Regions from separate parts of the Gasterosteus aculeatus genome. Here region 2 is linked to region 1. The links are chromatin contacts, called in public Hi-C maps. All regions are on one chromosome and are shown on one strand. Each heading gives the region's core, a stretch centred on a gene start, on an enhancer-like site or on the middle of the called end of the contact. The rest is flanking DNA. Distances are from core to core; before and after follow the strand shown.

Region 1 (3,352 bases), core at 574-3,073:
TTTGAAAACAATCCACTTTGACAACATTCCTAACAGTCTGACCGGCAGAGGCCATTTCTAGTATGTGATGACACGCTTTTAGTGTGAAGTAGGCTTATATGTGCGTCTGGACACACGTGCAAATATGTCGGCTATTTTCCTCATGTGCACTTAGGTGGACATGTTGTCTGTGTGTGTTCCTGCATTGACGGTGAACAGCAGACCCCCGGACACCAGGTGTCATGAGAGAAACAGCTGAGAGAGAGAGAGAGAGGGCAAGAGACAGCTGCTGTATCAGAGGTGGTCCCCCTCTAATGTTGAAATGTTAGAACCAGGGGCTTGATGGTGAGTTATTATCCACATCCACACGGCTTTAGCTAGAGAGAGGAAACAGTATCTTATCTTAAAATATAACGCTGGAAAGCCATGTTTTCACACTCCTAGAGATGTTATGTAGGTTAAAAAATAAAATCATAACATACGCCACTCGCTGATGGGAACCATCTTGAGATGTGCCCGAGTAAGATGTACCAATATCAGGGCAAAAACACACTTTTCCCTTAAGAACGGCATTTAAAAAGCAGAATAACACAAAGTCAGAAGGTGACTACACCAAGTATAAGATTATTATGCTCATGTATGCAAATTAATAACAATGACACAACATTAGATAATAACGTTTCTCACAAGCAACAAAGTACGTGACAAAATCCCAGTGCGTTATTATTTGGCTGATATCGGGCAGTAGTAGCAGTAGCCCCTTTCGATAAGTGGCTTATGTTTTGGAGTGATAAGATAAGCAGGCCGATCCTTATTTGTTAGCACGATGCCTGATCATATCACACGGGCCCAGTGCGTTCAGTGCAACGTACTTGCCCATACGTGCATCCATGGCCTAGCCCCTATGCATGCGCGCACCTGGGTTAGGCGGCTGGTGCATGACCCCATGTCCGATTTCAGGACTCCTCCATCCACACATCTCTAGGAATTGAAAACCATTCATAAAATGTGCGACCCGCAGCCAATGGTTTCGTGAGAGATAACATCCTGTAACGACGAAACACTAGTAAAGCGCGAAGAGACAGTAATGCTCCGTACCTTGTGTCATAGTGGCACCCACATGAAATGTGACCACAGCCCCTAATAATGAAAACGTGTTCTGCAGGAGGTGTTATGTGAGCTGCTGTCATCAAATGCTGCAAGATGACAAGTCAGTAGACACAAATGTGCTAAATAACTACTAAGATGTGCGCATTGCCCAGCACCTCCGACGCCCACAACTCGCCCCTGAAACCCGTCCATGCTTTTATCCTTTATATCTGGCAGCAATGTGGCAGACCCCCCCCCCAAAAAAAAGATCACACCGACAGATCCCGGGAGCCGGACTCGCCCCTTCCCCGACTTACCAGATTTGAAAAACGCCGCTATGTCTGCTGCGTCCTTCGCAGCTTCATCCAGTCCCTCCGCTGCGCTCATGGCTGCGGTCGCTCGCGCGGAGACAGCGATGGTTATCCTCACTTGGGTTGTTGTTTTTTGGCTTTATTGTTGCAACAATTATTTATCGGCAAAGGCGGATCCTGACGCCTTTCATTGAAGCAGATCCGGTCATACAATCGGCGCTCTCTTCATTAAGCGAGAGACCTCCTCCTCCATTTTGGCCGAGAAGGGAAAATCCTGGCGACCGATCGGCGGCGCTCCCGAGTCGGGACGTGAGGGAGGGTGAGGAGGAGGCATGGGGGAGGGAGGGGGTGGGTGGGTAAAGGCAGAGGTAACAGAGGAAGGGAGGCGGTCTGAGGGAGGAGGGTTATTCCGTCTCGAGTGGTGGGTGGGGGGTGGGATATCCTGGGATTCCGTTTCGGGGGGTTTTGGTGCATTGTGCGCCACCCAAATGTGTCGTGCGCCACAGCACAGCAGCAGCACCCCCCTCCCATCCCTCCCCCCCATCGTCCCTCACTGCGGTGCTTGCGTGGGAGTCATTCTTCACGGCTGTGTGGCCGAGGAGCCGAAGCCCAGATGTCATGTCACAACAACATCTGCATGCTTTTTTTTCTTTTGGTCGTAGTACCAGTAGTGGTGGTGGAGCAGTTCTCACATCGAACCGTGTCACCGAGGCCCGGAGCCCGATTCACGTGAGAACGTGGCTTTATTATCCCCACGAGGTCACCGACTTCTGCTGTTGCGTTATTTAGTTTCATAAGATGATTGCACGTTGTTCACCGGTGTGATATTTCCTCTGCGCGTGGGACTAATCGCGCTGCAGCGGATAAGAGGATGGCAGGGGCTGTTTCATTTTGCTCTTCATCTCCTAGTGACGAAGATGATGCTACAGTATGAGGTCATTTGCCCCACAAATCTAACCCAGTTCTCACCGACAGCTGCGCCCGAGCGCCTTAAACGAGGAGCGGTGCACTGGCGCCATCTAGGGGGGAGAGAAGGGGGGGGGTCTTACACATCGAACCGTGAACTTCACTAAATAAGCCCCAAAAAATAAACAAACATGTCCTCGATCACATCGGTGCTCAGACGTTCTTCCTCATGGATAATTTTGGCACGGAACTGTGCCGAATCTGTTTGTGCGGGTTTCGTTCCAGGTCGGATGGATGCAGCTGCGCCGCCAGCAGGCGCACGTGGAATTAATTAATTAAGCGCGGCTGCTGTTTCCTGACGCGCTTTGTAAAAAAAAAAAAGAGACTAGAACACAGGCAGAGTCACTGGGGATTCAACGCGAGTAAGTGAAGTTAATCCAACATGTACATCGACATTTTAGTACTTTATTAAGGTAGTTGATCGGTTAGCTCAGTGGTTCCCAAACGTTCTCTGTTGAGCCCTTTGATAATCCAGGAACATTGAAGTCCCCCCATTCCCAAGTGGGTCGTACCTTTTCATGTTTTGAATTAACTGCATTATAATATATAAAACTTAAATATTCGATATTCTTTCTAAAATAAGTACATGTTTTTTCCCACTTGAGTCTTTTTTCTTTTGTTTTCTTTCTTTTCTTTAATGAAAATAGCAATAAAATGTACTTAATTTCTGTACAAACAAGCAGTGAAAACAATATATTTCCCTGCATTTGACCGGAAGGATCATACATTATTTTTTATTTATCTGACATGTTCACATGATTTGGTTCACATAATCACGTGGTTACTCAGTTGTTCACAAGCGGGGTGCTCTCTCTTCTTGGCCGTCCATAGAGCTGCTAGAGCCCAGAGACAGATATGCTTGCTTAATGCTTATATTTTCAAACCTTTTTCCCTTTTTTTGCGTGTCATTGTTGTGGTGGTCGCGTTGCCTGTTACACAGACTTGCATCTGTTTTGAGCTGCAGTCAATCTGCCCCCCGTAGTTACTGCACCTTTCGGTCTATAAGT
Region 2 (3,352 bases), core at 480-2,979, 42 kb before region 1:
CTGCCTGAACCTTGATTAAAACCCTCCTGTCTTGTCCATCGTGTACGAGTCGTGCATTTGGGTTCTCCCGTACTCCGGTATCAGTAACCGTGACACCGTCACTCTGTCTGAATTCCTTATAAACCATAAACGCCTTTGTGCTTTGCTTTACACCTTCATTTCTACTTTTCATCCACCCCTTCATCCTGTATGTATGTTTATGAATTCTGTTAAACCTGTCTGTCTTTCATGCTCATTTGTGAAGCTCCATCACCAATTACCCCCCCACCAGATGTCACACGTCCACCATCCTCTCATTCTTCTTCCCTTAACCAGCTGCAATCCTCAAACCCCATCTTCCCCCGCTCTACTTGAGCTCTCACTCTCTGCCCAAACGTTGGAGGATAGAGCAAAAAATACATATTCATCGTGCACCAAGCTTCCATCTACCGCCTACTCACGTCAATGGCATCCCTCTCAAAGATGCGGAGCTGAAGGAAGAGCTCCAGTTTGATCTTCCTTTCTTGGAACAGCTCCTCCATCTGGCCCTGGGCTTCATCCAGCTGCTGCAGCACACTCTCGATGTGGGCCATGGAGCTGTTGTGAGGAGTCTTGTTGCTGGAGATGGCCGAGTCTCTGTGGAGAGAGGTGAAATGTAGAAGATTTACAGGCGTAGTCTATTTCGGCTCAGAGATATGTCGATACATCATTTCCAATGATCACATACTAAATACCAACTTAGGCCTCTGGGCTTTGCGTTCTTTCGTCTGTGTCAATCTAAGTTGTTTGCAGAATTGTTAGGAATGTTGTTGTAATGATGTAACTCTTAACTATTCTGATATATAAAACTTGACATACAGATTAACATACAGATTAGTGTAGCGTGTATTCATTAGGATCACCTGAGCTGCTGTATGAGATCCTCTCCCTCCTTGATGACATTCACAGTGGCCTGCAGGGTGGTCTGCTGCTGCTGGCCAAAACGCTTGATCAGGTCCTGCACAGCTTCCACCGACTCGGCGTACACGTCATCCAGCAGCTCCTTCTGAAGCTCCTCCAACCAGGTCCACAGCTATCGGGTGATTGACAGCAAAGGCAAGCCAGTTAAAATGCAGCACCGTGTAGAGACAACCTCCAGGAGAAAAGAAACAAAACAAAGTTCCCATGCTGAAGGAAGGGGGGTGGGAGGGGCAGATTCACAGAGCCTCGTGAGATGTAGGAATCGATGGACAAGCTTACGAAATGGACTGAAATAGAAATCCAACCAGCTCTGCTCAAAGCTGGTGTTTTGTGAATGGTCACCTTTGTGACAGATTAGCCATCTGGCTGAATTGGCTGAGCGTAACAACGCCCTGGCACGCCATCCGGGCTGCAGGAAAGATACGCTGGCACCCACGGTTTGTCTAACACCCACACTGCGTACTCAACAACATGTTTACTTTTGGTATTGTGACTACCATCGACTCCGTCTCAGGCCAGACTGGTCTTGTGTTGTCAGCGTTTGGTAGGAGAAGCAGTGTGGGCCTTGCTGCTGGTTTGGAGTGATTTTATTTGCGCACTTCATGAACACAAGTGCAGACGAATCCCCCTCGCTTGCAATGTAGTCCATGCTCCGTCTCCGCGGGGAACCGTCCGTTGCCTTTCAACGCGCTGGACTGCGTCCAAGCGCTTCTCTACTACGAGAGGTGACGGGCAGGAGAGCGGAAACATTCACGTGTGCACGCAACGCGCACATGACGACGAGCGGGCTCTGGCACGCGCGGCCGCACAAAGGCTCGCGCATACGCAGCGACTTGCACCAGTGTGAGCTGACAGATGGGATGAAGGAGATTTGCCCATATGGACATTGAGGACTACCTTGATTAATAACGCCACGGCTCTGACTGTCGCGGCGAGTCGGTGTAAACAGGATGTGGTGTTAACAAACGCCGAGCAAAAGTGACATGTCAGTGTGAGTGAGAGGTTAATTTGGACAGTCAAACATGTGTAGCGTATGGCTTGCAACACTTTGAAAGGAATTAGGGGAGTTGTAAAGAAATTAGTACCCCAACTAATTGATGATTCCCTGCTATTTGTAGTTCCTGTTGAAAAAAAAATATATATATTTTTTTTTCAATTAATAACAATATATATATTTATATATATATATATATATATTTAATTACTACTGAAAATAATTACATGGATGATTGGCATTACCACAGAGAAGGCCAAACGCACTGCACAAGGGAGGGAAAGCAGCATACTGACAAACACACACAACCTTACTCTCAATGTGCTGGCAACAACCGGAAACATTTATAATAAGTCATATTTAGTGTTGACGTTTAAAGCAACTAAAAGTTTGGTGTCACACCTGTATGTCGGGTTTTTGTCCTGTCTCCATGTTTGTTTTGTGACTTCCTGTTTTATTTTGGAAATGAACTCTCCTTTCGTCTCAGGTTCCTTGCCCTTCCTCACGTGTCACCTGTCTGATTCTCTTCCCCTGATTCCCGATCGTGTCCACCTGTTCCCACACTTCCCTCATGTGTACTTATAGTCTGCGTCTCCCCTTGTCCTGTGCCAGGGTGTCGTGTCCTTTCGCCTTGCACACCCGCCCCAGGAAGGAATCAAGTCCAGGTCACAGTTTTGTTCGTACGTAGCCACCTTGTCGTCTCCTTAGTTGGCCTTGTGACTCCACAGCTCCTTGATTTAGTTTAGAGCCTTTTTTTGATTGATTGTTTTGTTATTTTCTCTGTAAGAGAGATGTTGTTTTTCCTTTTGGTAACTATTCAGCTTGCTCAGTTTTGCCAGAGCATTTCATCTCTCTTCGGAGAGGTTTTTTGTTCCCAGGGACTTCCCTGTGTTTTTTGTTGGACAATAAAAGCGTCAGATGAACCTCAACCCTGCGCCCGAGTGCTCCTCAAGTTTGGTGGTTTGTTTTTCCTAATGAGTGACGTTATTATTATTTATGTGTCCGTGTGCGTGTTTTGACATGAAATATAATCACAATTGAACACATTTACACAGTTCTGGGAAAGATTCTGGACCTTTTCAGCTCCTCATTAATGATTTGTAGCGTAACTTTAGCTTTGGGCAAAACTATTTGGGGAAATAGGGGTCATGAGAACATCATGAGAGGAGAGGGACAAAAGAGAGGAGGACAGGAGGAAAAACACACACCTCTTTGACGTGTGTGTGGAAAGCCACAGACATGTCCAACAGGACTTTACGCTGCTCGACACGTCGCACAAAGTCCTGGATGCGATCCTCTAGCTGGTGGGCGGCTTGGTAAATTTCCTCTGGGTCACACTCTCCGGTCTGGGCCAGCTGCTCTGCTGCCTCCAGCAATTTGTCAGCATTGGTGTAGGTGTTCTGAAACGTTAACATTTAG

Evidence for each region. Hi-C and Micro-C count contacts between places; a contact is called where the count stands out from the background.
Region 2: a contact with region 1 is called in a Hi-C map of skeletal muscle, with 11 times the contacts expected there. The contact joins the enhancer-like site here to the promoter of triob in region 1. A contact is called at or near these places in 5 of 6 Hi-C or Micro-C datasets (blood and trunk muscle, skeletal muscle, tail fin and 1 more).

Annotation. Positions count from the first base shown.
Region 1 is chr20:13,639,368-13,642,719 of fGasAcu3.hap1.1, reverse strand. triob (trio Rho guanine nucleotide exchange factor b) reads right to left here and starts at 1,823. Exons shown (of 61, transcript XM_040166442.2): 1 at 1,386-1,823. The coding sequence starts at 1,455.
Region 2 is chr20:13,680,933-13,684,284 of fGasAcu3.hap1.1, reverse strand. It overlaps triob (trio Rho guanine nucleotide exchange factor b), which reads right to left. Exons shown (of 61, transcript XM_040166442.2): 13 at 3,142-3,333; 14 at 882-1,051; 15 at 441-615. Among protein-coding and RNA genes, the nearest start is that of triob, 42 kb to the right of the region's middle. Within about 2 kb of position 1,729, at least 5 of the 9 cell types and tissues checked have open chromatin away from gene starts, as enhancers often do.